7 separate regions of the Mus musculus genome follow, and regions 1, 2, 3, 4, 5 and 6 are each linked to region 7. A link is a contact called in public HiChIP or PLAC-seq and promoter capture Hi-C data. All regions are on one chromosome and are shown on one strand. The core of a region is the stretch at or near the end of the contact, and the rest is flanking DNA. Distances in the headings are between cores, read along the strand shown. Region 1 holds the start of Chrnb1 (cholinergic receptor, nicotinic, beta polypeptide 1 (muscle)). Region 2 holds the start of Sat2 (spermidine/spermine N1-acetyl transferase 2). Region 3 holds the start of Sox15 (SRY (sex determining region Y)-box 15). Region 4 holds the start of Zbtb4 (zinc finger and BTB domain containing 4). Region 5 holds the start of Eif4a1 (eukaryotic translation initiation factor 4A1). Region 6 holds the start of Aurkb (aurora kinase B). Region 7 holds the start of Rnf227 (ring finger protein 227).

What was found. Promoter capture Hi-C pulls out the DNA fragments that hold promoters and counts their contacts. HiChIP or PLAC-seq counts read pairs in DNA pulled down with a chosen protein or histone mark. Capture Hi-C pulls out chosen DNA fragments and counts their contacts.
Region 1: a contact with region 7 is called in a promoter capture Hi-C map of liver, with 2.8 times the contacts expected there. The contact joins the promoter of Chrnb1 here to the promoter of Rnf227 in region 7. A contact is called at or near these places in 2 of 39 promoter capture datasets (embryonic stem cells and liver), 2 of 115 datasets of contacts at active chromatin or transcription factors (bone marrow-derived macrophages and pancreatic cancer cells) and 2 of 9 other capture datasets (adipose tissue and liver).
Region 2: a contact with region 7 is called in a promoter capture Hi-C map of adipose tissue. The contact joins the promoter of Sat2 here to the promoter of Rnf227 in region 7. A contact is called at or near these places in 8 of 39 promoter capture datasets (the C10 cell line, the HPC-7 cell line, cranial neural crest and 5 more), 1 of 115 datasets of contacts at active chromatin or transcription factors (embryonic hindbrain) and 2 of 9 other capture datasets (adipose tissue and pancreatic islet).
Region 3: a contact with region 7 is called in a promoter capture Hi-C map of second pharyngeal arch cranial neural crest. The contact joins the promoter of Sox15 here to the promoter of Rnf227 in region 7. A contact is called at or near these places in 8 of 39 promoter capture datasets (the HPC-7 cell line, cranial neural crest, frontonasal cranial neural crest and 4 more), 2 of 115 datasets of contacts at active chromatin or transcription factors (memory CD8 T cells and pancreatic cancer cells) and 1 of 9 other capture datasets (adipose tissue).
Region 4: an H3K4me3 HiChIP or PLAC-seq map of bone marrow-derived macrophages shows a contact between it and region 7, with 2.2 times the contacts expected there. The contact joins the promoter of Zbtb4 here to the promoter of Rnf227 in region 7. A contact is called at or near these places in 1 of 39 promoter capture datasets (frontonasal cranial neural crest) and 1 of 115 datasets of contacts at active chromatin or transcription factors (bone marrow-derived macrophages).
Region 5: a promoter capture Hi-C map of liver shows a contact between it and region 7. The contact joins the promoter of Eif4a1 here to the promoter of Rnf227 in region 7. A contact is called at or near these places in 6 of 39 promoter capture datasets (cranial neural crest, hippocampal neurons, liver and 2 more), 1 of 115 datasets of contacts at active chromatin or transcription factors (pancreatic cancer cells) and 1 of 9 other capture datasets (liver).
Region 6: a contact with region 7 is called in a promoter capture Hi-C map of adipose tissue. The contact joins the promoter of Aurkb here to the promoter of Rnf227 in region 7. A contact is called at or near these places in 2 of 39 promoter capture datasets (cranial neural crest and embryonic stem cells), 1 of 115 datasets of contacts at active chromatin or transcription factors (pancreatic cancer cells) and 3 of 9 other capture datasets (adipose tissue, liver and pancreatic islet).

The regions. Positions count from the first base shown.
Region 1 is chr11:69,793,844-69,797,258 of GRCm38.p6, reverse strand. Chrnb1 (cholinergic receptor, nicotinic, beta polypeptide 1 (muscle)) reads left to right here and starts at 1,322. Exons shown (of 11, transcript NM_009601.4): 1 at 1,322-1,437; 2 at 1,525-1,664; 3 at 2,246-2,290; 4 at 3,000-3,109; 5 at 3,267-3,375. The coding sequence starts at 1,380. It overlaps Fgf11 (fibroblast growth factor 11), which reads left to right. Exons shown (of 5, transcript NM_001362623.1): 5 at 1-1,191.
Region 2 is chr11:69,620,615-69,624,269 of GRCm38.p6, reverse strand. It overlaps Sat2 (spermidine/spermine N1-acetyl transferase 2), which reads right to left and starts at 2,218. Exons shown (of 6, transcript NM_026991.3): 1 at 1,938-2,218; 2 at 1,726-1,777; 3 at 1,480-1,563; 4 at 1,309-1,410; 5 at 1,118-1,158; 6 at 392-779. The coding sequence starts at 2,003. The coding sequence ends at 612.
Region 3 is chr11:69,652,730-69,656,286 of GRCm38.p6, reverse strand. It overlaps Sox15 (SRY (sex determining region Y)-box 15), which reads right to left and starts at 1,250. Exons shown (of 2, transcript NM_009235.2): 1 at 388-1,250. The coding sequence starts at 914. Fxr2 (fragile X mental retardation, autosomal homolog 2) reads right to left here. Exons shown (of 17, transcript NM_011814.2): 17 at 2,990-3,557.
Region 4 is chr11:69,764,124-69,768,103 of GRCm38.p6, reverse strand. It overlaps Zbtb4 (zinc finger and BTB domain containing 4), which reads right to left and starts at 2,192. Exons shown (of 4, transcript NM_029348.2): 1 at 2,019-2,192.
Region 5 is chr11:69,670,469-69,674,355 of GRCm38.p6, reverse strand. Eif4a1 (eukaryotic translation initiation factor 4A1) reads left to right here and starts at 1,933. Exons shown (of 11, transcript NM_144958.4): 1 at 1,933-2,077; 2 at 3,380-3,428; 3 at 3,609-3,741. The coding sequence starts at 2,055. It overlaps Senp3 (SUMO/sentrin specific peptidase 3), which reads left to right. Exons shown (of 11, transcript NM_030702.4): 9 at 71-154; 10 at 259-309; 11 at 720-1,246. The coding sequence ends at 830.
Region 6 is chr11:69,044,218-69,047,715 of GRCm38.p6, reverse strand. It overlaps Aurkb (aurora kinase B), which reads right to left and starts at 2,079. Exons shown (of 8, transcript NM_011496.2): 1 at 1,708-2,079. The coding sequence starts at 1,755.
Region 7 is chr11:69,338,548-69,342,333 of GRCm38.p6, reverse strand. Rnf227 (ring finger protein 227) reads right to left here and starts at 1,538. Exons shown (of 2, transcript NR_027827.2): 1 at 1,276-1,538; 2 at 1-1,175.

The sequences.
Region 1 (3,415 bases), core at 73-2,572, 460 kb before region 7:
GATTGGCTCTGAGCTGTGCTTGGTGGCACACACCTGTAATTCAGCACCCGGGAGGCTGAATCAGACAGATCCTGAGTTGGAGGCCATCCTGGGCTACAATAGCAAAACCCTGTCTCAAAAGCCAATACACACACACACATACACACACACACACACACACACACACAGAGAGAGAGAGAGAGAAAGAGAGAGAGAGAGAGAGAGAGAGAGAGAACTAATCAGTACTGAACGGATCAAGAACCACTTCTTGCTTTTCCTAAATAATTTTCTAAAAATAGTCCCTCCAGAATACTAACCTTACTTTTACATGGTTTCTAGTTTCAGCATTCCAACTAGGGTTCTGCCAGGGAGACAAGAGTCTGGGGAAAGATACAGGAATTCTGGAAGAATATACCTGGCTCCTAGAAGGGAAGCTGAGAGGGAGAAAATGCCATGGTATGATTGAACCTGTGTCTGAACACTTAGCTACCTCAGCAGGAATTCCTTCCAGATCCCTTTTAAAGCTGAGGACTTTCGTTCTGATATGGTATGCTGCATCTGTGAGGTAAAGGAGAGGAGGAGAATCAGGAAATAAAAGGCTAGCCTGGGCTACCTAGTGAGGTCAGGGCCAGCCTAGGCTATGTGAGACCCTGTCTCAAACAACAGGAAGCTAAGGTCTACAATGAGAATAACTCTAGAATTAAAAAGGACAAATAGGGACACAGCCTTGACTCCCCCTCACAGCAGAGAGACCCCCAACTCAGCAATAAGTTCAACTTCTCCGAGCCCTCTACAGGTCAGGCTTAGGAAACGAGGAGCCTCTTGGGCTCCCAGACCTCATATGTATCCCCAGAGCTTCTAACTAAATAGAATTTACTTTACTTTACAGCTTTTAAACCTCAGGTGGGTTCTAAGTACCCAAAAAGGACCTGAAAAACGGAGAAAGCCATGGGGAACCTCTAGTAAAATAGGAGGTAGATTCTGAGTCTAGCAGATGTAGGTGGAAACGTCTATTGAGGTCCTAAGGGAGGGGCTAGTGCTCAAAGACAGGTCACTTTTCCTCAGGCCCTTTTACTTCTGGCTTGTTGCAAGAGATGCCCCCCTCCCTCATACAAACCCCGCTCAGGCTCCGCCCATCTCCTGGCACTGCTCTCAGGGGACGGGGTCTCCACTTCATGCTTTCTGTAATTAAAGATGATTTATACAACCGGAGTGTTATCTGACATTTGTGAGTGGAGGGCGACTGCAGTTGCTCCGGGCGGGACCAAGTCCCGAGGGCGGGGCGGGTGGGCTGGCGTCTGGTCCCCCGACAACAGGTGCACATTCCTGGGCGCCTCGTCACTTCCCCTGGCCTGAGGCCGCTATCCGGACAAACTTCACTGAGCGAAAGAGGCAGGGCCATGGCCTTAGGGGCGCTGCTTCTGCTTCTAGGGGTACTCGGGACGCCCCTCGCCCCAGGTAAGTCAGTTTGGGTCTCCAAGAGGCAGTGATGAGCAATGGTCACGGCCAGCCCCGGGAGCGTCACTTAGTGCTTTCCTTCGTCAGGCGCCCGCGGGTCGGAAGCCGAAGGCCAACTGATTAAGAAACTTTTCTCCAACTATGATAGCTCGGTGAGGCCGGCGCGGGAGGTGGGAGACCGCGTCGGGGTCAGCATCGGCCTCACCCTGGCGCAACTCATCAGCCTGGTGAGAGCGGCACTGCGGGTGGAGTCGCTGGGCAGGACCGACTGGGGGCGTGGCTTTAGACGCTGCCCAGAAGATCGACAGCCTGGGGGCGGGCGGGTTATGCTAAGAGGCAGACAAGCCTTTGGCGGTGATTGGGTAAAAATCAGACCAATGAACTAGTTCATGGGCGAGGCCTCTATGATAGGTACAGAATACTGTTCTGCTAACTCGCCTGTGGGCGGGTTTTGAGGCGGAGCTGGGGCAGAAGGACCTGCTACCGGGAGGACCTCGAGGCGGGGCTGTGTAATATTCTAGCAAAGTCCAGCAGAGCTTGGTACCTAAGCAGTCAATAAACAACTCTGAGCGGAGATTCAGAGTTGTATCCATTAGACGCCGGGCGTGGCCCGTGACTTAACCTCGACGTAAAAGAAAGGAAAGCAGGCACCAAGGCTGGTGTTTCGAGATTGATATGAGATGGAGTTTGCACCCAAGAAGGTGCAATTTAGAGAAAGGGACTAGAGATTCCATGGAGAAAGTAACTCACCGAACCCTCGTTTCCACCCACTTCATTTCACTTCTGCCTTTTAACTTTTCCATTCTAGAACGAGAAGGATGAAGAAATGAGCACAAAGGTGTACTTAGACCTGGTATGGAGACCTCGTGGGTTAGGGAAAGGCACCCTGTTTCCTTTATATTAATCTCCTGGAGTCCTCATCCCAGTAAGATTTTTTTTTAATAGTAACTCACAACGTACACATATAATAACTGAAACAGAATTTTCGATCAACAAATTTAAGATACAAGTTTGGGGATCACTAATTTGAATTCCCATCCTTGAAAGATCCTGAACTGCATGCAGGTTGAACATCACTTTAGGGTGGCTAGTTCAATCTCTTCAGTTATTTCTTAAATTATTCTATTTTTATTTTATGTGAATGGGTGTTTTGCTTGCATATGTCTGTGAAGCACATGCATAACTGGTGTCCGTGGAAGCCAGAAGAGGGCCCCTGTTCTCCTGGAACTAGAGTTACAGATGTTTGGGCCTTCCACGTAGGTGCTCGGAATCTATTTTGGGTCCTCTGGAAGAGTAGCCAGTGCCCTTAACCAATGAGGTATCTCTTTAGGCCCCTTCTTCGGTTTGAGACTGAAAAAAGAGAGTTCAGTCCAGGGCTCGGGACTGGGCGGAGGAAACCAGTTGACGTGAATCCCAGACAGTGACAGCATAGCCAGAACCTTTTTTCCTTTTCTCAGCCCTGTGCTTCTCCCCTTTGCACCCTCTTCCTGGCATTCTTTCTGACACCTCAAGCCTCTCCCAGCCCTTTAGCCTGAACAGCCCTTTAGCCTCTGCTTCCTTAGGAGTGGACCGACTACAGGTTAAGCTGGGACCCCGCAGAACATGATGGCATCGATTCTCTCCGCATCACTGCTGAATCCGTTTGGCTCCCTGATGTGGTGCTGCTGAACAAGTAGGGTCTTTCTAAAGCCTGGGCGGGGTTGAGGCATGAGGGGATTAGGGTAAGCCATGGTGTGTGTGTGTGTGTGTGTGTGTGTGTACCATCGGGGAAGGGGCAGGGTCTCCGGGGGACAGATCCAGATCCCATATGAAAAATCTCTTCCCTTTAGCAATGACGGAAATTTCGACGTTGCCCTGGACATCAATGTTGTGGTATCTTTCGAGGGCTCTGTGCGCTGGCAACCCCCTGGCCTGTACCGCAGCAGCTGCAGCATCCAGGTTTTCAAGCTTTTGTCTGACCTCAGGCTTCCTGACTCCC
Region 2 (3,655 bases), core at 969-3,468, 280 kb before region 7:
CTTTCCCTGGTGGGCCCCCAAACCCCTGAGCTGGAGGTTTTTATACTCCCGGCTCCCCAGTACCATGCATCATACCTACCTAGTAGAGGTTGATTAGTCAAGGGGAGGCAATTGCTCCTTCCCAGTGTCCCTTGAAATGCTGACGGCAGCGCACAGTCTGCGGCCTTTATCGCATTAGTCCTAAAATATCTTTGGGTTCCAAAGATGAATGACAAGCTTGATATACCATTGCTTATTCCCTCTTGTTCTTTTTTTTTTTTTTTTTTTTTTTCTAACAGGCTAGAGGCAAGACTAGGGTGCCCAGAGTCCTTGAGGCCTCCATGACCCCTGCCTCTTTGGCTGTCCCAGCCCTCATCAGAACAATGTTCAAATAGAAGGGCTTCAAAATGGCTGCAGCATCACATCCTCTACCCATGAGGGCAAAGCAAGTATTTTATTTGTGGTTCCTAATAAGGCTTCTCCCTCTTCCACTCTTTCTGTACTTCAGGAGTCTGCACCCTGGGAGGCCTCTGGGTGAGCGAGCGTCTGTCTGGGTCAGTGCCTATGGTTATGGTCTTAGGAAAACTTGATATGGTGATCCCAAAGAAGAGGCAGGAGAGAGAGGGCGTAAGTCAGCGTCCTGCCAACTCCCTCATTGCCTCGCCTTCAAATCGAAAGGAGAGCCAGCCTTCCGATTCAGTCAGATCTTGAGCCCCTAGAAATTTGTACAAGTTCACGGCCTTCTTGTTCCAATCCAGAACTGCCAGGCGGAACTGGGAGCAACCCTTATTCAGGGCAACCTGTAGAAGACATACGCTTACTGCACAGGGCTCAAAAACTAATGGCTGGCACACACCTTTAATCCCAGCACCTTTAATTCCTGCAGAGGCAGGCAGACCTCTGAGTTGGAGGCCAGCCTGGTCTACAGAGCAAGTTCTAGGACAATCAGGACTACACAGAGAAACCCTGTCTTGAACAACAAACAATAAAAAGAAAAATCTTTCTCATCCCCCTCATTCAACCTCGACACTCCCACTTACGTGACTGATTGATTGATTGATTGATTGATGGTTTGGCTGACTGGCTGGCTTTCGTTTGGGGGCGGTAACTAGTTTGTAAGCCCCACCCCTTTGCTCACCTCAGCCACCTTTTTGATTATTTTGGTACCAATCCCTTGACCTATAGTGGAGAAAGGGACAGGAAGGACTATTATTTGAGTTGAAAGGGTATCAAAGGAAACTATAATCTGAGGTTGGGGTAATGGGATAGGTCTGAGGACTGTTCATTGGGTCTGTGGGCATTCTGTCCATCCTTAGCCCCAGCCAGTACCCCGATATTGCGGCATCACATAGATGTCTTCCAGATAAACGTTTCGTCCGGTCCATGTGCTATAGATGAAGTAGTACAGCCCATAGCCCACCACAAGGGACCCTGAAAATGAGAGAGAAGAGTGAGGCTTTTGGGAGGAAAAACACGGAGGATAACTGCAGGCTTCCTTACCTTGTGACTCCCCAGGTGCTGGGATAATCTCTGCCACCAAACAGTGAAAGAAAGGGTTCTCTCCAAAGCCATCTGCTCGCAGAGCTATAAAGATTGGAGGTATGACAAAAAAGGCAGAGATGGGCCGGGAAAAACCGGAACTTGGAGTAAAGCCCAGTCCAGTAGTTACGATCTTAGGACTCCATCCTTCCACCCCATCACCCGCCCCCCATCTCAATCAGGACCCAGGTGCACAGCCTCACCCACCTTCTTCACTGATCTTCACCTGATGGGACAGTTTCTCGAACTCTGCCAGTTCCTATAACAGGGGTACCAAAACAACATTAAGGCAGGAAGGTCCTGATCTCTGAGAACAGGGTCCAAAGGTGCACCCTCATTTCTGACTCCCCAACTCCAGCCAAACTGCTCCCAGCCCCCCACCCCCACCCCGCACTGTTTTTCCAAACCGCAGTCTTTACCCGGATCATCCTCATAATGTCTCCACAATCGCTCTCCCTGGCCTCTCGGATTCGCGTGGAAGCCATTCCGAGCCTCACTGTCAAAAATCAAAGATCACAGACAACTCCCACGTTTGCAGAACCGCGGAGGTCTGGTCTCAAAGCTCAGGTCTCAAAGTGCTGGGAGCGAGGGGCAGAAGAAATGCTAGAAGCTTCTAGACAAGATTCTGGCACCAACCGGTCTCAGCTGGGAGGATTAGCCGGCCTGGTGGTCTCTTCTGCCAGAAAAGGCCTTAAATTCTGAGCCCCCTCCGGGCCTCCCTGCAGCCAATCAGCTTGCTGCTTACGACCATTTCCCCACCCCCACCCCCTGGTCCCGCCTCGCCTCGCTGTCCAGTGACTGGACTCTGCGCCGGACTACTTAAGCTTCCTGTTTGTTTGTTTATTTTTTGTATTTTGTATTTTATTTATTTATTTTGGTTTTTCGAGACAGGGTTTCTCTGTGTAGCCTTGGCTATCCAGTCTGTGTCGTACATACCTCAAGCTTAAAAGTCCTCCCCTACCCTGCTTTAGTTAGAGTACACTCCAGTTAGCTGCTTTAGTTTTCACTCTTAGCCGTCTAATCACTGGGGCATCCCCGACCCTGAGGGAGCCCAAGACCCCCGACCGGTTCCTGTAGCTGTCTTTGGTAGTGGAAGCCCTGTGCTATGCCTCTGGCAGCTTTTCCTCCTTCCCTTCTTTGGTTCTAGGCATTAAATCCAGTACTCAGGACATGCTGAAAAAAGCCCTACACTTGATTCCTATAGCTGTTTTGTGGCTCATAATGGTGTCCTCAAAGGGACAGTTGTGTTTTGACGTTTCCTCATTAGGTTCTGTTAACAAATCCCTGTAATTAACAGTAACAGCAGGTCCCTTATTCTTTTTTCTCCTTTATATCTGATAGGGTTTGTTGTTGTTGTTGTTGTTTTGTGGTTTTTTTGTTTGTTTGTTTTTTGTTTTTGAGAGGCTGGCCTCGAACTCAGAAATCCACCTGCCTCTGCCTCCCAAGTGCTAGGATTAAAGGCGTGCGCCACCAAGCCAGGCCTGATAGGGTTTTCAGGGAGTGGAAGATTTTCCTGGATATGTAGCCCAGGCTAGGCTCAAATTTGCTGTGTAGCCAAGGATGATCTAGAACTACTGATTTTCCTGCCTCTACCTCCCCAGTGCTGGGATTATGTATATCACTATATCTGACTTAGCCTCAAACCTTTGATGTTCTGGGCTCAATACCCCTTTGTTCTCCAGTAGCAACTGGGGCTACAATCTTGTGCCACCGTGTCCACCTCTTTTTTTGCTTTGTTTTTGTTTTTGTTTTTTTGAGACAAAGAGTCTCACTCTAACACCCATGCTGGCCTGAAACTCATGATACAGCTGAGGCTCTCCTCAAACTCAAAGCAGCCTCTTATCTCTTACAACTTCTCCAGTGTCAAGTGTTTGGGTTGTCGGTGTGAGCACCACGCCCACTCAGCCTTGAGTTCTTATTTTATTTTCAGTGAGTGAGTGTGCTGTCTGTGCAGTTGTGCTTGCTGGTGCATGCGAATTCTCGGGGAGCAAGAAGTCTAGGTTGAATCTCTTCTTCAGTTACTCTGAGAAAGAGAGAGAGAGAGAGAGAGAGAGAGAGAGAGAAAGAGAGAGAGAGGCCTTCCACCAAGAAGCCTGGAGCTCAGCAGTCAATCCTGCTAGGCAGGCTGGCCTCTGTA
Region 3 (3,557 bases), core at 1-2,500, 310 kb before region 7:
GTGACTTAAAGAACAAGGTAGTTCTGTTGGGGCATGCTCAGCAGGCGGCTTGCGTGCTGCACGGCTGTTTGCCTCCTGGGGCAGCAGGCCAGGAAGGAGCAACAGGATGGGCTTGGTCTCTCCTTGCCCCCAGGGCTGGGAGAGGAAGATGGGTCACACAAGGGCCAGCCACAAGGAGAAACTGCCATCCAAAAGGCAGAGGTAGGACACATTAGTTGAGATGGAACAGCCACTATCCTGAACTCTGGGCCCTCAGCCTGGTGTAGCTTCTGCTTGGGTGGATTTGGGTTTAACTTGGCACTCTGGCCTCTGTTCCCACCCAGCTCTCAAGGAAGGGGGTCGTGTGGGAAGCATGGAACAGACAGATGGACACAATTAGGCACTCACGTGTAACTGCCAGGCAGGTAGGCTGTCGAATAGTTGGGGGGCTGGTACCCAAAGCCTCTGCTCCCTTGGGTAGTTGTGTACCCTGGCCCCCAGTGTGAGCCACCACATGCCAGGCCACCTCCTTCTTGGCTAAAGGGGACAGACCCGGTGCTCGAGTTTTTGCTCTTACGCCGGGGTCGGTACTTGTAGTCGGGATAGTCGCGGAGGTGGCGGGCACGAAGACGCTTAGCCTCCTCCACGAAGGGTCGCTTCTCTTCATCGCCCAGCAGCTTCCACTGAGCGCCCAAGCGCTTGGAGATCTCAGAGTTGTGCATCTTGGGGTTCTGCTGCGCCATCTGGCGGCGCTGAACAGAGCTCCACACCATGAAGGCGTTCATGGGCCGCTTCACCTTCTCCAGCGGAAGTCCCCCAGACGCTCCAGGGCTCCCGCCGGCCTCCTGCTCCTGGGGTCCTAAAGGCAAAGAGGCCGTGGAAGCCCGAGGATGCAGGCTCCAAGTCTCTGCTTGTGAGGAGCTGGTCAGCGCCATGGGTTGGAGGTGAAGCCTCTTTGAGAGGGCGTCTTGAATGCCCTTCTCCCAGAGCGAAGACTGGACTAGGAATATTTGGGTACTTAAGTATCTTCCAGAGCGCTTGAATCCAAACTTTGCTCCCAGCGATCGATTGTCACCTCTGGGAAGCTGAATTTAGAATCCTTGTCTGGAGCCCTTTACCGGAGAGGTAGTGTTCTCTCAGGTCTACCAGTCGCTCTTTCTACCCTCTGCTTCAGCGAGACAGGGTTCTTCTGTTGAAACTGCAGTTTCAAGCGTGCAGCTCTTGGTCTCCACAAAGTCCCAACAGCTGCCAGGAGTGCACCCAGGTGCTACAGGCCTTTCCCACCTGTACTCAGCCTCTAAAAGGCTGACTCCTCCCCAGACCCCTCCCAGTGGCTGTGCGGTTCTCTCCACCCCTCTTCTTTCTGCAAACCCAGGCGTCTTGTTCTTCCCAGTCCTTACACCTCCCCCTAGGGCACCACACCCCCCTAACGTTCCACCGGAGGCCTGGACGGCAGGCCTAAAAATTGTCTCAATTCTCAAGCACCAGCAATTTAAAGTAACTTCCTTCCCAAGAAGGGGAACCAAAGGCTCCCAGGGTCGATCAAACCCGGAGAATTTAAGAAGCTCTCACTCCCTATCAAAGCCTTTTCCGGTGTCTGTTGCTCCTTAAACCCCTGATCTGCCCCAGGGGAAAGAAACTCAAGGCCATTTTTGTTTTCTTAGTCATTCCAGCAGGTGCTAGGCAGATGAAAACATTCAAAGCCACTTCCAGTCCTGAGGTTCCCCATTGCCACTGAGTATTGCAAGTTTCATCTTTAAGCCCAAACCATGGACATGCCTCTGGGCCTGCAGATACACTTTTTAAAAATCTTCCTATTTTTTAAAAGGTTATGGATGGGGTGGGGCACAAGTGTCACCACTTTGTATATAGAGGTCAGAGGATAACTTTCACAAGTCCGTTCTCTTTCCCAGGTCAAGGTGGAGAGGTGGTAGTGGCTATCTCCGTGACTGATCTCAGGGGGCACCTAACCTTCTGAGCTATGGTTTTTGTTTTTTTTTTTTTTTTGTTTTTTGAGACAGGGTTTCTCTGTGTAGCCCTGGCTGTCCTTGAACTCAGAAATCTACCTAAGTGCTGAGCTGTTTCTTTACCCCTTTGATCCCTTTTTTCTTTTTTTTTTAAAGTGTAATTATTTGAGACAGGGAGTGCAGCATATAGCCCTGATTGGCCTGAACTCCTTGCTCCTTGTGTAGACTAGGCTGGACTTGATCAAGATCCATCTACCTCTGCCTCCTGGGTACCGGAATTTTTTTTTTCTTTCTTTCTTTAGTCTAATAATCCTGTCTTGCCCTTGAACTCACTCGATCCACCTGCCTCTATCTCGGACTAGAGTTCTGGGATTAAAGGCGTGTGCCCAGTACTGCCCAGCAGTTACATAGTTAAGAATCCCGATTTCCTCCATTCTAAGGTTTCTGGGAGAAAGCATTCAGCACACCCTCCTGAGGATCACGTTCAGTTCACCACAGTGCAGTGCACTGTACCTAGCTCTGGCGCTTCCCAATTCCGATAGTCACTACTCTTTACCCTTGAGGCCCCTAAAAGCTGAGGTCAGTGACATGGATTCTAGAGCTAGAGTGACACCAGGCCAGAAATACAACCTGCCCTCCTGAGTTCTAGAGGCTATGGTGAGGAAACCCTATTTTCCTCTCTGCTGAAGGCCCAGCCTGTGCCCCAGGCCCCAGATAATCGGATTAAACAGCCTGCTCAGACTCTCAGCTTCTACCAGGAACAGCTCCAGCTTCACGGAGCCTGGCCTATCCTCCTGTGACTCAGGGCTCAGGAGTGGCCCAACTCTCAACAACCAAGGGAGGGAAGAAACAGCAAGGTCTGAAGCACGGTCCTCTGGCCACGGAGAATTAAGGATGCAGCCATTCCCAGAATATCATCTTCCTGACACAGAACGAGGAGCTGATAATAAAGGCTATAGAACGAGAGCCAGGGACCAATGCCGGTCAGCCCTAGAGATTTAAACAGCCCAGACTGGGGACAAAGGCAACATGGGAAACACAAGGCCATTTGGATTTTTTTATTCTCTTTTTAAATACTGTACAGTGAAAAATAAATACGCCTTCTCATCCACCAGACAAGGTTATTTCCTCCCAACTCCCCTGGGAGACCTTGTCACCCCCCTTCATACATACCCCTGGTTCTATTCCAAAACCTTCCCCATGCCTCCCACCCACGAATACCCTCACTATCCCCGTCTTCCACAGTGATGAGGCCCCAGAAATGGGGGGTACAGGATGGGAGGAGGGATAGCAGGGGAGCCCCCCTGAACTGTCAAATCTGGGTGGGTCAAGGAGCACCCCCACCAACAGGCGGAGAATGGGGGTGTTCAGAGGTCGGGGCATTAGAGGATAAAGGCACATCCAGTCTGAAAGGGAAGGGGAGGCTCCCTCACCCTGGGGGTAGGGTGGACAAGAGGGAGGGGTATGACCCTGTTACACACCCCTCCACTAGCTCCTGGAGGTTGGGGGGGACCCAAGCTGCTGTGCCACCCCCCTCCCCCGTAGATAAGAGCAGCTCCAGCGCAGGTCAGTTGGACCCATGAGGGCCATGGTGGTGGGCAGCAAGCGAGA
Region 4 (3,980 bases), core at 943-3,442, 430 kb before region 7:
TCAGAGAATGTTCCACTGAGGAAGTTGGGGAGGCACCAGAACTTCAGTTCCAGTGTAAGTCTTGCTTGCACCTGTCCTCCGGGCCTCATAGGCAGACAGCCTCCCTCACCCATTCCAGAGGATACAGCTTTAAAGCTTTCTCACTCCTATATGTGTACACACAGGCTAGATGACACGCACAGTAGGGCACACAAGGAACACCAACGGAGTGAGCAGGCGTACATGTGTATCTCCCACATGCACTGAAGGGCCTAGGCCCCAAAGGTGAGGGAAACCTGTTCCAAAGAATCTGCTTAGTGAGCAAATTCTGTCCAAAGCTCTTCCACTGTCCCAGGAGTAGGGCTTCATGTGCGTCAGAGATACCGGAAGGGGGGTGGGGGAGAGGGCAAAGCAGGAGGAGACTGAAAACTCCTGATCCCTTTTTCCATTTTAGTGACAAAAGTCACACCCAGCCTTTACATAAACATGACCAAGGAGCCGCTCTGTCTAAGCTCACTTCCCTTATGGGCGCCAGGACTTTTCCTCCCTATGGCCCTAATGTGCTGGGCAAACACAGAGACCCTGCAAAAGGAGAGCAGTGCCACCCAACAGCACCCATTCCTGCCCCTTTCGCCTGCCTAGTGTTTATCTCCCAACTTTCCCATAACATCTCCTGGCAGCCCTACACCCGTCACTTAAGCACACAGAAGGTAGACATGCACACCAAGCCTTCCACTGGCCTCCTGGGTCTAAGGCCCACATTGCCCTTGTCACGCCACCTCCTCCTAAGTGTTTTCTGAGCAGCTTGCCTCCAGGCCCAACAGCCCAGACAGGCTCCCACAAACAACGTCACCAAAGAATCCCGTGGAGAGTGTTGCAAACATGCAACCTTTCCCGTGCTTGGCTTCCCAGGATCCCATAAACACATCTTGCATGTCCCACCCAGAACCCCTCACCTCACATGCTCCTGAGGATTATTAGGTCTGAGTTCCAGACATGCAGCCCCCCGTGAAACTCGTACATCACAGACACACAAATCCATCCGCCTTTCTGTCCTCTACACAACTGGACCACACCTCATCAGGACGACAGAAATGGAACTCAGGCGTGATACCTTCTGATTCAAATGTCCACAACTGACTGCACTCTTCAAATGGGTACGCACACCCCTCATTCTGGTGTCCACCATAACACACACACACACACACACACACCATGCCAGCTATGCAGAAAACAAACATTCATAAACATTCATATGTACAACACAAGACATACGTGAAGGAAAACACACGCTGACAAAAACTATATACAAATCCTCGAACAGCACACTTAAGGTATCTGTCACCTAAAGCCACAGAGCCAAACCTTGTAATTCTGTACCAATAAGTACCCCCTCCTGGCTTTCTGTCTCTATGTATCAGGGAGGGCCCTCGCAGACCCCTCGGTGCCAGACTGGGAAACCGTGTTGCCCAGGAGGAGCAGTTTACCTTGCCCCACAGTACCGCAGGAGGCACAATCTCCAGGACTCACTGCAACAACCCTTCCCCGACGGCGCGGCGGTTCCGGGCCCCTGCTCGCACTGCGCACCCTGCACACCCCAACTCTGGGGCGCTCAGAGGGCCACCCCTCCCCCTCTCTGCCTGGCTCCTACGCCATCGCCCTCCCAGCAGCTTGCAGCGCTTGCCCGGGATCACACCCGCCCCAACCCAACCCCCAACCTGCCCCACAGAGGCAGAGGGAGGGGGCATTGGGCTGCAGAATTTAACCCTTCATAGGTGGAGTGATTGCGACCCTCTTCACGGCCCCAGGAGACCGAGTCCCCCAGTCACGGCTCGTTGGACACCATACCAGGGCGCTCTTAAGTTGCTCCCCAGCGCCGTGCACGTCCGGGGGCGGGGCTTATTAGAACCCCCGACCCCTGCGCCCCTAGATCAACCTGGAAGGGGAGCGGTCGCGGGGCGCGGCTCCGGCCCCTGCGGCGCCGGGCAGCGGAGAGGGGGCATCTTCCCTAGCCCTGCCCGGTTCGCCCCGGGGCCCACCTGACTGCGATGGCGCCGCGTCTGCCAGGCCCGGCTCATCACCGTGGCCAGCCCCGGCCGCTTGGGTTTCGCTCTCCTCCAGCTCCGGCTCCGGCTCCGGCCCCGGCCCCGGCCCCCCCCAGCGCCCGGCCCCGGCCCAGCCCCACCGCCGCCGCCGCCGCCGCTGACATCATCGGCTCCCCCCCCGCCCCGGTCCTCCCCCCCACCCCACCCCCGGAAACAGTCCCCCCCCACCCCCCCAGCGCCGCCGCTGAGAGGAAGCCAGCAAAGCGCAGACGACACCGACTCTGGACTCTGAAGTCTGATGGCCAAGGCCTGGTGGATCCCTCACAGGGAAAAGACTCGGGGCTTCCCGCAGAATGCACACCTTACGGGGCGGGCAGTGACCTAGACCACTCATTCCCTGGGAAGGGACTCACCCCCACGCCCGCCCTTCCCTCTGCACACCCTTCACTCAGGGGTCACATCGCCTAGAGCACGCTGCGTGGGCACAGCTGTTCACCACAGACACGCACACCACACACATGTTCTCCGGGGCCGCAAACTTACAACACGGCAGATTCACATTTGGGCCCCGTGGAACCTATAGATCCAAAGTGAGCACCCTCGCGAATACCTAGGGATTATCACCAGACCCACTGGCAAGAAAGACCTCAACTCCGTAGAACAGATGATCATTAGTGCAGATAAGCACAAAGCTTGGAACTTTGTGTCACCAGTGGAAAGATTCGCTTCTGTGTCCCTGCATATAAATGCAGAGGCCTTGGTGTGGCCTTCCCAGCACAACACTAACCACACGCCAGGTGGAAGCATGAGAAATGTGACATACATAAAAACAAACAAACAAACAAAAAATTCCTGGAACCTCCATGGGACAATGCTATAGACGGCTCCCTAGTTGCAAAACTAAAGACTCTGGAGAGGCCCGGCGTGATGATGCTGTGGAGCCAGAGGCAAGTGGATTTAAGGACTTGGAAGCCAACCTGATCTAAACAGCAAGTTCCAGTCAGCCAGGGCTACAGTGTGATATCCCTGCTTGAAAAAACAAAAACGAACACCCCCATCCCCATAAAAAAGACCCACTTCAGGAGAAAGAGGAGCAGGCTCTCCCCGAAGAGCATGAAGGTTCAAGCCCGCCTGCGCTCGGGCAGCAAAGGCGGAAGCTCTGCAAGCTCAAGTCCATGCTGGTCTACGAGCGGGTTCCAAGCCACTCGGCCTAGACAAGCCATACAGCCACAAAACCACTCCCACACTCTTTTGTTTGTTTTGTTTTGTTTTGTTTTGTTTTGTTTTGTTTTGTTTTGTTTTGAGACAGGGTTTCTCTGTGTAGCCCTGGCTGTCCTGGAACTCACGCTGTAGACCAGGCTGGCCTCGAACTCAGAAATCCGCCTGCCTTCCCAAGTGCTAGGTTTAAAGGCATGCGCCACCACTGCCCGGCCACTTCCACACTCTTTCAAACATCTACTTCCGGTACCTATAACCCCAAGCACTTTGGGAGATAGTGGCATGAGGACCAAGATTTCAAGGCCAGATTCCACAGGCCTTTTGAGACCAACCTGGGCAATACTTAGCATAAAGCAAAAATCAAAACAAACCACCAACCCCCACAAGCTGGTCAGTGAGAGAACTGCTCTTGCAGAAGACCCAAGAGTTCCATTTCCCCCACATCCAAATACGGCCATTCACAACCACCTGGAACTCCAGCTCCAGGGGACCTGATACCTCTGGCCTCTGCAGGCATCAGCATTCATCCACAAATTCCCACACAGATACATATGCATAACTAAAAATAAAATAAATTTGGGGGCTGGAGAGATGGTTGAGTTTGCACACTTGCATGAACATAACCACGTACACTCTTCTCTTCGATTTTTTTTTCCTCACTCTGTAACCCTGGCTGGCCTGGAACTCACAATATAGATCAGGTTGGCCCAGAACTCACAGGAATCCACTTCTGCCTCC
Region 5 (3,887 bases), core at 684-3,183, 330 kb before region 7:
CCCACCAGCACACTCTGTGTTACACTGGCAGGTGATTAAGGTGTCACTTTCTTTTTTCTTGCCCACATAGCATATTGCCAAGTATCTACAGGCAGAGGCAGTCAAAAAAGACCGACTGGACTTCCATCAGGGCTGGAAAGGTTACTTCAAAATGGTGAGTTTCCAGAGAAAAATGGAATAGTTTGATAGGAGGCAGCAATTGAATTCGTAACCTCTAGGAGTCTCCAAGTGAACAGATTCTTGCTTTCTATTCCCTAGAATGTGGCCAGGCAGAATAATGACAGTGACTGTGGTGCCTTTGTATTACAGGTAAGCAAATGATAAGGTCTTCTTAGCTCTCAGTCAGTAGCTTAGGGGTTGTTGGTAGCTCTTGCCTCATTTGGTTCAGTCAGATTGCACAGCAGGGTGTACTTTTATGTGTTAGCACAGAAACCCTGGTTTCATTGGTTTTCTCCATCCTCAGTTGGGACTGTATCTCTGGCTTTGGTCCTGATATAGAGGCTTCCCAACATCCAACTAAATATATTTTCCAGTTTAAACACCAGATATATTATGTAGGCTTGTTGAAGCCCCAGGCTTAGTCTATAATGGCAGTGTGTATGAGAAACAGATATTTTCTGAGAAATTAAGATGTATTTTGTGTGAAATGTGTAGCACAGGTCCTGACTTGGGAGGGTGCTCAGTAAACTGTTCTCATGGTCTACTTTGTTAACACCCAGTACTGCAAGCACCTGGCCCTGTCTCAGCCATTCAGCTTCACCCAGCAGGACATGCCCAAACTCCGTCGTCAGATCTACAAGGAACTGTGTCACTGCAAACTCACTGTGTGAGCCTCATACCCCAGACCCTTAGCCCATCAGTGGGCAGGGGAAAGGGAGACCCTTCCCAAGAAACTCTAGTTCCTTTTTGTTTCTCTACCCAATTCCCTTTGGATTTTCATATTTAAATGTTTGGTTTCTGTATTTTGTTTTTTTTTGCTGCGAGTATATTGATTTCTGATGGGAAGGGAATGGCCACATAAAAGCAAGCCTCTTTCTCCCTCTATAGGAGAATGTTGCCTTGTGGCCTAGGTGGAGCAGCCATTCCTCCTTCCATGTTCAGAGGGCAGGAAAACAGTGTGGGGGTGGTGGACGCGCAAAGGGATTACTGCCTGCCCGATCTTCAAACTTTTTTTTATATATATAAATATATATAAAAATGCCACGGTCCTGCTCTGGTCAATAAAGGATCCTTTGAAGATATGCAAGTGGTGGTCTTCCTTAAGGGGCCTCAAAATAGTGGCTGTGCTTTATCTCAGGTCTTCTTCCAGCTAACACTGTTAGCGATCCCCATTTCAGGGCTTGAGAGTCCAGCTTTCGATAGATGCCATCCCCGGGGAGCAGATGGCAGTAAATATGAATTAAGACTCGCTTATTCATGTAAGGAAGCCCAGGAGAAACTGGAAACATACTAAATGAACCAGTGATTGAGTGGGACAATCCTTGACAGCTTATCCCCCTATGCCCTTTAACCCAAAAGTGGGTTCCATCCTTTTTGTCTCCAGTCGGGGAAACTTACTATCCAATGAGATATCGCTACAATATTTTCCTGAACGGAAGAATAAATAAAACTTGTCCTGTAAAGAAAACCCAGGTAAAGGAAAGTGGCAGTCCAGACTGCCCGGAAGTTCCTGGAGGCTAAGGCCTCACCCCCGTCGCTTGATAGGACCTGCTGAGCCACATGACTAAGGCACGATCGCCTCCGCACGTGTAAAGGTGCTGGGTTCCAAGATGGCTGCCCCGCCGCGAGGCCCGACTTAAGTATGTCACTTCCGCACCAGCGAGAAAGGCGGACCCTTCAGCCAATGAGGCCATAGGGCGGGGCTAGGCCATGATGGGCTTTCAAACTACCCAATAGGGCGTCCGAACTAAAGCGCCTACAAAGTAACGTCACGTCGAGTTGCAGAGCGCCGGCAGGCGGGGCAGAGGTGGCCAAGCCAATGCGATGGCTGGGGCGGGGTCGGACGCTCTATAAGTTGTCGATAGGCGGGCACTCCGCCCTAGATTCTAAGGATCATGTCTGCGAGTCAGGATTCTCGGTAAGAAAGGCTTTTGCAAAAGGTTATGGCTACTTACCCCGTAGTTCCCTCCAAAGGGCCCGCCGTGGGGAAGTTGAGAGGCCCATCGCACCGAACCTACCAGGTTGCGGGAGAACCGAGCCGGGAGGAACCGTCCGGGGTTGGGGGGGTGGGGGAGATTCCCATGGCCGCCGCTGACCCCAGTGTGGTTACGGGGAAGGACGACCTGGCTAGGGCGGAGGGCGCGAGCTTCGTCACGAGGCCTCGGCCTGTGGGAACGCCGTACGCGAAGCTCGGATACTGAAAGGCAAGATGAGGTCGCGACATAACGTGGGAAAGAGGCGGCTGCGCGGCCCGGAGCCGGCTGGTCTGGCTGCCTCCCTGTGTCGGGCAGGGCGTGCGAGCGAGGGTTCCGGAGAGTTCTGGCGGTACCACTCGCGACAAGCAGGGGTGCCCCGGTCTTCAGCGAGTCCCTCCGTCGCGCTTGGAATGTGGGTCGGGGAAGAAGAAACCGGCCGATCAGGGCGCTGGCCTTCTTGACGGCCAGGAAAGAGCCTAACCCGGAGGAGCGGCCGCGTGAGGCACGGGGAACCCACCCGGCGCCTGGCGGGCGGGTCCATTTTGCCGCACAAGCCGGGCAATTGGCAAACTGCGGATGGGCAGGTCCACTTTCCTTCGGGGGTGAGCGGCCTGAGGTATGGGAGGGCGACGCCATTTCTCGACGGGGGCGGGCGGGTTGCGGATTGTTCCATGGCGGGGGAGACGCCGCCGAGTGGCGGAGCGAATGAGCACATGGCCGCTTGAGAGATTCCCCTCCCCCAGCCTGTTTCGCTTGTCTGTTGTGCAATCTCCCCCTTTGCGAGCGCGGCTGGGGCTCATTGTGCGCGAGGCCGCCACCGCCCGCGGCCTCCCACATCCGGGTACTGTGGAGGGGGGCCGGCCAGAGGGAGTGGGGGAGGGCGCGGGCGGCATGACGTGGGGGGAAGGGGATGGCCCACCCACGGAACTCGGAGGTGGAAGGCGGGACTTCCGGTGGCCTTGGTGTTCATCCAGGAGGTGCACGCGCTTTGATCCACCAGACCTAGAACATGTGGGCCTGGCTGCAAAGACCGCATCTCGGCGTTTTGTGTATGAGAGAGAGAGAGAGAGTGTGAATGTGTGTGTGAATGAAGTCCTTTACAGCCGCTTGATCTTAAAGGAGCGTCACTCTATGAAGTGCCTCTTGATGGTTCTTTGGGAGTACATGGGAGTTGGATCGGGAATGGGCTGGTTGCTTCCACTCTGGTCAAGGCATGAAGCAAAACTAGTGCTTTGAATCAACAGATCCAGAGACAATGGCCCCGACGGGATGGAGCCGGAAGGCGTCATCGAGGTAAGACCAGAACCTGCGGTTCCCACTTTATTTTGTCAGAACAGGCACTTCCTTAGCGTGACAGTGACCTTAGACATTTGGAGTGGTAGAACAGAGCAACCTGTAGGATGAGGTGACTCCAGCTTTAGTGTAAACACGTTACTCGAAGTGCCTAAGTTTTTTTTTTTCCTAATCCTGCAGAGTAACTGGAACGAGATTGTGGATAGCTTTGATGACATGAATCTCTCAGAGTCCCTCCTCCGTGGTATTTATGCCTATGGTTTTGAGAAGCCCTCTGCCATCCAGCAGCGAGCTATTCTTCCTTGTATCAAGGGTAAGACTTGTACTGGACTAGATTGGACTGGACAGAGTGGTAGGGAGTTGGTGGGCATAGCAACCGGGAGGAAACATCCTTCTTGGATCTTGGATTTTTAGTTTTGTTAGTACATAGGTCATGCCTTGGATGCATGGGTTTGTTTC
Region 6 (3,498 bases), core at 830-3,329, 300 kb after region 7:
CATTTCAGCTGCTTGCTAAAGGACCCATCCACTCACAGTTCACAGAACAATACTGATACAGCACGGTCTGCCTGCCTAGCCAAGAATCTACTCATTGCTCCACGTGAAAGGGGTTATTAAGAAACAACTGGCAGCCAGCAGCAGTGGCACACACTTGGGAGGCAGAGGCAGGGAGACCTCTGAGTTCTAGGCCAGACTGAGTTCCAGGATGGCCAGCGCTACTCAGTGAAACTGTCTTGAGAAAAACAAAAGTAACTTGCAAAAATAAAATGAATAAAAAGAATGAAACAACTTGAGAGCGTCCAGCACACATCCACAACCCCAGCACTAAGGAGGTGGAGGCTCCTGGTTAGGAGAAAGGCAGCCTGCAGCCTGAGCTAAAGAAGACCTTGTTTTGTTTTGTTTTTTGTTTTTTGAGACAGGGTTTCTCTGTGGAGCCCTGGCTGTCCTGGAACTCACTCTGTAGACCAGGCTGGCCTTGAACTCAGAGATCCACCTGCCTCTGCCTCCCAAGTGCTGGGATTAAATTAGTGCACCACCACCGCCGCCGCCCAGCTAGAAGACCTTGTTTTAACATCACCCTCCACAAAAATAATTAAAAAGCAAAGTAAATGAACGAATGACAAAACAACCCAAGGCAAGAGGCTACTACACCAATTCCCCTGACCCCAGCCCACCGCAGGCACATCACTGCCCAGTCTGGATAGTTCTAAACACATCACCCAGGCTTATGTAAGAGCCTGAGCTTGTGAAGTTGAAACAAAACTTCATCTCTTTCTAGGAACAGAACATAGGGATACTGATGGCTTTAGGGGTGTTGCAGGATATTTGACCACACTGTGACCCTCGGGGATGACAAATTAGGCCAGGAGAATAAAAGATATGTTTACACTTGGGTCACTTCACTTTCAAAGTTCTCTGAGTAATAGATATTTTCCTGTGATAGTAAATCAGGGTAAAAGTAACAGGACTGCACGCTTGTCAGTTTGACTCAGGGCTCCACAGAGGAGGAAGCTGGGACAAGGAAAGAGATAGACTGTCCAGGATGCTCAGGTCCCACCAACAGGGAACAGACTATATACAGTGAAGGGCTCTTCATCTGGGGGTGGCCACAGGATCCCATCATGTAGCCAAGTGCGTTACGGGTGTGCTGTATTACAGGTGTGCACCACCGTGCTTACTATCTCCAGTGTGGCGCACACGCACGCACATACACACAGCATTTCAAATCTACTTGGATTCTTACTTCCCACCGCTCAGTACGATACATTCCAAAGCTGGAGTGTAGTATGGATGGTACATCAAAACTTGGAAGCTCTGGGGTTTCATACCCAGGGCCGTACATAAATATTTAGATCATTCGGAACCTTTTAAACCGTAACCTTCTATTCTATAATCTATTTCCTGTGTAGTTAATTTTTTCAGACTCGAGAGTGAGATTCACGACCCGAAAGCACGATGATGTTTGCTCAGTCCCAACTATTATTGTACGTGACGAGCAGGCTCAGCTCTACGGAAGCCCTCAGATTCAGGTTGGCAACATCTGCTACGGTAAGACTGCAAGTGATCAGACTGAGTTTTGCAAGCAAATTCTTGAGGCCCACACGTCGGAAACGCTTAGAGTCCGGCCATTTGCAAGGCCAGCCTCTATCTTCATGGACTCTTCTTCCGGGGGACGTGGGGCGGGGAATGTGGCCAGGACCTTACCGTCTTTGAGCCGTAGGGCCACGGGTAGGCGTTCTCCTTCTGAGCCATTCTCCAGGGCGAGAGCGGGAGGGGAGCTGGACAGAGAGGGAAACAACAGCGAAGGCAAGAGATGCAGAGGCAGATCCCCGGGGAGTGCAAGCCTGGGCGGGCAGAAGGAAGCGAGTCAGCACGCAGCCAAGGTCGGGGGTACTCCTGCACCTCTCCTTCCAGGCGGATAGCGGGCACGTGGATCCGCCCAACGGAACCCGATCAGCCCCGTGGACCACTGCAGCCCCCGCAGTTCCCCGCAAAGCCGCAGCCTACGCCACTAGGCGCTCGCACACGGAGAACCGGTTTACCCCGCGACCCGGACGCTTTCGAATCTCCCGCTCTAGGTCCATTGGCTGAGCCGCCACTCAGCCCACTCTCATTGGCTACGTTTTTTGTGATGTAGTCATTGAAACAGAACGAAGGTGTGGCCTAAGAGGCTTCTTTTTACTAGTTTGAAACTGTGTCCCAAGATGTGCACGCTCCTTTTTCTAGTTATAAAAAATTAAATATTTAAATTGGGCGGTGGTGGGGCGCACGCCTTTAACCCCAGCACTCGGGAGGCCGAGGCACGTGGATTCGTGACTTCGAGACTAGCCTGGTCTACAAAGCGAGTTCCTGGTCAGCCAGAGTTACACAGAGATACCCTGGGGGGAGGTAGAAAATAATAATTATATATAAATAAAATATATAGAGTAAACATTAATATGACCGAGTTCTTTCCGAAGACCTTGGTTAAATTGTCTGGTTTCCACGAAAATTTAGATGCTACCCTTAATATGATCTTTGAAAATACAGTCTTTTTTCAGTATCTTTGGTGTATTGCCTTTACAATGCCCCATAATATTCAATTCAAGCAGATGCTTAGGTCTATTATATATACAGACATAATATTGTATATGACACAGTATTTGCATAGGGTCTGTAATTCTCTAGGCTTCATTGATTAATTCCTAGATCACCTAACTACCTAATACAATAAAAATACTGTGAGACAGCAGTAAGACCTAAGTTAGGGAATATGATGCCGGGAAAGTCTACTACTCAATACAGATGCAATCTTCTAGATGGGATGGGTAGAGGTGTAGGTTAGACAGACAGACAGACAGACAGACAGATAACAGTTGAATCTGTGGGTGTATAAATCATGAATTTGGAACTGCATTTCTGGGTTCTCTATCCTACCTGTCTGTTTTGTATTTGGTTTTTGTTTATTCAAGACAAGGTCTCTCTGTCCAGCCCAAGTTGGCCTTTAATTCAGCCCAGGCTGGCCTTGAATTTCTAATTATCTCACTGCACCACTGACAAGCCCAGTTCATTTCTTCCGTTTGTATTTTCTTAAGTATCCTGTTTTCCTAGGAAGAGCTTTCAGCCAGTGGCATGGTCTACATTCCTGGGCTAGGTACACTCAAAATCCACTCTCTTGCACATTTTTTGCTTATGTGTCCTTACTATTTTGTTCTTTAAAATCCTGCAAGGTTTCTGACAGTAGGCTTGTAATTTTAGCACTCTGGAGCCTGAGGCAGGAGGATTGCTAGGAGCTCCAGGCTACAGTGTGAGCTGTTTACTCCAAAAATATATATAAATTAAATCCATTTCCAATTCTATACGTTAGCAATTCCCGATGAATTAGCTCTTGGTTTTTCTTATATTCCTTGAGTCATGGTAGAGATGGCTTCTGCTGGCCAAGTCACACTGAAGCTGGCCACGAGGGGTATTTTCACTACTTTCGTGCTAAGGGCTGATATTTCATGTGGCCAGGAA
Region 7 (3,786 bases), core at 289-2,788:
TAGAACTACATACATTATTTGTCATTAAAAACAAAATCTTGAAGACCTCTGAAAACTGAGGCCTTGTAAATTCACATTTGTAGCTCAGAAAAATTTTTCTCAAAAGAATGTCACTTTGGCACTTTAATGCGTCACTAGTGTTTTAAATGTTCCACCTACAGCTGATGATGCCATCTCAGAGTGACTAAGAGCTAAACCAGTGATTCTTAACTTACATACACATACCTGGGATTCTAAAACTACCGGGGAATGTGGACTGGGGTCCTGAAATTCTGCATTTCTAGCAAGCTGTGAGACCAACCAACACTGCTGGTCTTGATTTTAAGTCTACAGTAAGATATTTACAGGACTTTAGAATAGAACTAACTACATACAGTAAACAATGTCCCATTATGGGACACAAATTAAAATTATGTGAGCATCTTTTTTTTTCTTTTCCCCAGTATTGCTACAGAGTCAGTAAAGATAACAAAGGCCTAAATTTTGCTTCCTTTATCAAATGGCTCACCCATCTTTGATAAGCCTTTAATAAGGCCTCATGTAAATAAATGCCCCTTGGATGTTTTCATACCTGCCCTATCCAGCTGAAGGGAGGTTGTATATGCAAGATTCCCAATCATAAGCAGGGAGTCAACTCAGTAATTGCTGGAGCACGGTAACAAGAGTGGGAAGATGGCATGCCAGCAAACACAACCAGATAAGTGAGATTGACATGACATATAAATTAGCTTATCCCCTGTCCTGTCCTTTTTTCCACAGTACACATTGTCAACCACAGACCACTGCTAAAATTGGATCCTTTGCTTACACCACAGACTCTGAACAAACGCCAAAGCTTTGTTATTTTTTTTTTCTTCCTACATTATGGTAGGCTTTGTTTCTATTATCCCTTGGCCACTCCATCCTGAAAATATAATGCTGGCACAGTCTAGGAGCCTTCGCCGCTCAGAATCCACACCATCTAGGGTCCTTTCTGTTGAGCTCCATCTCCATCACGCATGTACCAATTCCAGCATCAGCCTTGATTTCCAGGTAGTCTTGACATCAACCTTTTGTGTCAGAGCACGCCTGAGGATGCTGCTCCCACCTGCTTTCTGCCATAGCTCTGGGGTTCCTTGGTTACAGCGTACAACGGGTCATGTGGGCAATGTCCTTGACCTCTGGACAGTAGAGCACTGGAGGAAAGAAGAAGGGTTAGTGGCAACAGGAGGATGCAACTTGACCCAGCATTCTTCGGTGCAATGTACCCAGTATCCTCCCTAGGCCGCCCCTCACCATTGCTAGGCAACGGACGCCGCAAGCGGCGTGCCGGCGCCAGGACCCTGTCCAAAATTCGGCGAAGCGCGCGCCAACCCGCACTTGGAGGTCCCGCCCCCTTCTCGCTCTCCGCTTCCCCGTCGTCGTCCTCTCCATCCTCTCCGCTGTCTTTGGCCGGGCTCCCCATCGGGTCTCCTTCACGCTCAGCCCGGGCTTTTTCCTCCAGCCGTGACCACAAGACAGGGTCTAGCGCGATCTCCGTGACGCCGCCGCGCGGGAGCGGGGAAGGCGCGCGGCAGAACGGGCACGTGACAGCGCGGCGCAGGCGCACCACGCGCGCGGCCGTGCGGCTGCCGTCGCCCCGCGCTGCCAGCTCGCGCAGGCAAGCTGTGCACAGCGTGTGGCCGCAGCGGGCGCGCGCCGTGCCAGGCAGGCGGCGGGGCGCACGGGCCCCGAGGTTGTAGGGTCGGAAACAGATGTTGCAGTCCAGCTCACCCAGCTCGGGAAGAGAGGGCACTCTCATCAAGAGCTGCATCGTGGTCACCGTGGCCCGAGGGCTTCGATCTCTAGGCGGCTAGGATACAGAACGAATGAGCCCTCCTTGGGCCAGGGCAGGGGCCTGGGGCCCGCGCCGCCGCCTCTGTCCCCTTTTAATAGTGAGGCCCCGCCCTCGAGGCGTCACGCGCAGATGGGCCGCTCCCTTCCGAGGCACGCGTTGGGGCGGCAGAGGCGCGAGGCTGGACTTGCGAGTGGGGATGCAGCGGGCTGAATGCCCAGGACAATGCCAGAATTACCCGAGGGAAGAGGGGGGCACGCTCCACCCACAGCCTCCATGGCGGACTCCTCACCCCCAGCAAAACACTAGCGCTGTCACTTAAACCTACCTGATGCAGGTGTCCAGGTCTCCTCTTGCACACAGTCACTAGCACAAGTCTATATGGCCCTGTTGGCCTATTTGTCACATGTTCATACTCTTTCACAATCCCCTCCTGCCCTTCCCCTCACAAACAGGCAACATATGCCAGGTTTACTGTTGGTTCTGCCCAGTTTTAATTGGTCTTCTGGATGTTTGGATTGTGCCCAGCCATAATTCACTCTGCCCTCGCCTCTCCTTTTTATACATGGCCTCTTGGGTTCTTTGGAAGGCTGGCTCCCTCAAATTCCTCCCCCTACCCCCTCTGAGAGTTTGAGTCCAGCTAACACCTCAGCACAAGGAGGGACCTAGATTCCAGGAGCATGGCCTTAGGAATGCTGGGAATCTTTTCCTTCCGGAGTATCCAGACTTGGACACCCACACAGCATGATGGTGGAAACGAAGCAGCTCTGCGTGACTTCTGACTCAGGGGTCTGACTTCTCCCACAGGTAAACAGGACGTGGTACTCACAGCCCACATTCCCTCACGGTGTGGCACCCACACCCAAGCTGCCTCCTCAGCCTCTCGAACCCAGGCTCTGTTGCGGAGGATAATAACACAGTCTTGACACAGCTGGCTCAAGAACAAATCCTAGTTGTGACACCCACAGACAAGTTACTTCATTTCTCTGGGCCTTGATTTCTTCATCTACAAAGTGTGGGTAATAATAGTAAGGATGGAAAGAGCTTGTGTTTGTAAGGTGCTTTAAATGGTGCCTGATGGTACACAGTAAACATCAGATAAGCAACAGCTGTTATTATCCTTATCATCCCTGGCTCCACGCCGGCTTTGTGTTCTCTGTAACTTCTCTGTACCCAGTATTTCCCATACACCATCTCTTGGTTAATACAAGATGGGTTTCTTTACATGGTATAGCATTTACCGGCCCATCACAGGTAAGATAGAGCTGGTTTTGGTTTTTAACATTAGCATTTTAAAGCTAAAATCTTTGAGGGTAATCTTTGTTTTAGGGACAGGGTCTTACTCTGAAGCCCTGGCTGGGCTGAAACTTTTCATATAGTTCTGGATGACTTCAAACTCACAAGAAATCTGCCTGCCTCTGCCTCCTGAGTGCCGGCATTAAAGGCTATTGTTACCATGCCTAACAACAGTAATCTTTTGCCCAGTCTAAGTTGGAACCTACTATGTAGCCTAGGCTGGTCTCAGAATCAGGGCAGTCCTCCTACCGCAGCTTCCAGAGCACCAGGATTATGGTTTCTGGAAAATAATCTTCTTGGTGAGATTTACCTAAGATTTGTTTTATTTTTAGTGATGTATGTTTGTGGGTCTGTGTGGGTGTGTGCCCATGAGTTCGGGAACCCCTGGAATCCAAGTAGCTGTCCCATCTCCTGGAGCTGGAGTCGAATGTGGTTGTGAACTGCCCAGCATGGGTTCTGGCAACAAAGCTGCGTCCTCTATAAATAAAGAGCAGACTGGGGGCCTCATGTAACTCAGGCTGGCTTGGGACTCTACACGTTCCAAATGACCTTCGACTTCTGATCTTTCTTGTTCTGCCTCCCAAGTGCTGGGACTACAGGTGTGTGCCTTCATGGCCTGCTTTGGTTTATCATGGTTTTTAAGCAGACATTAAAATTTTAGGAGTTTGATGGCTTTC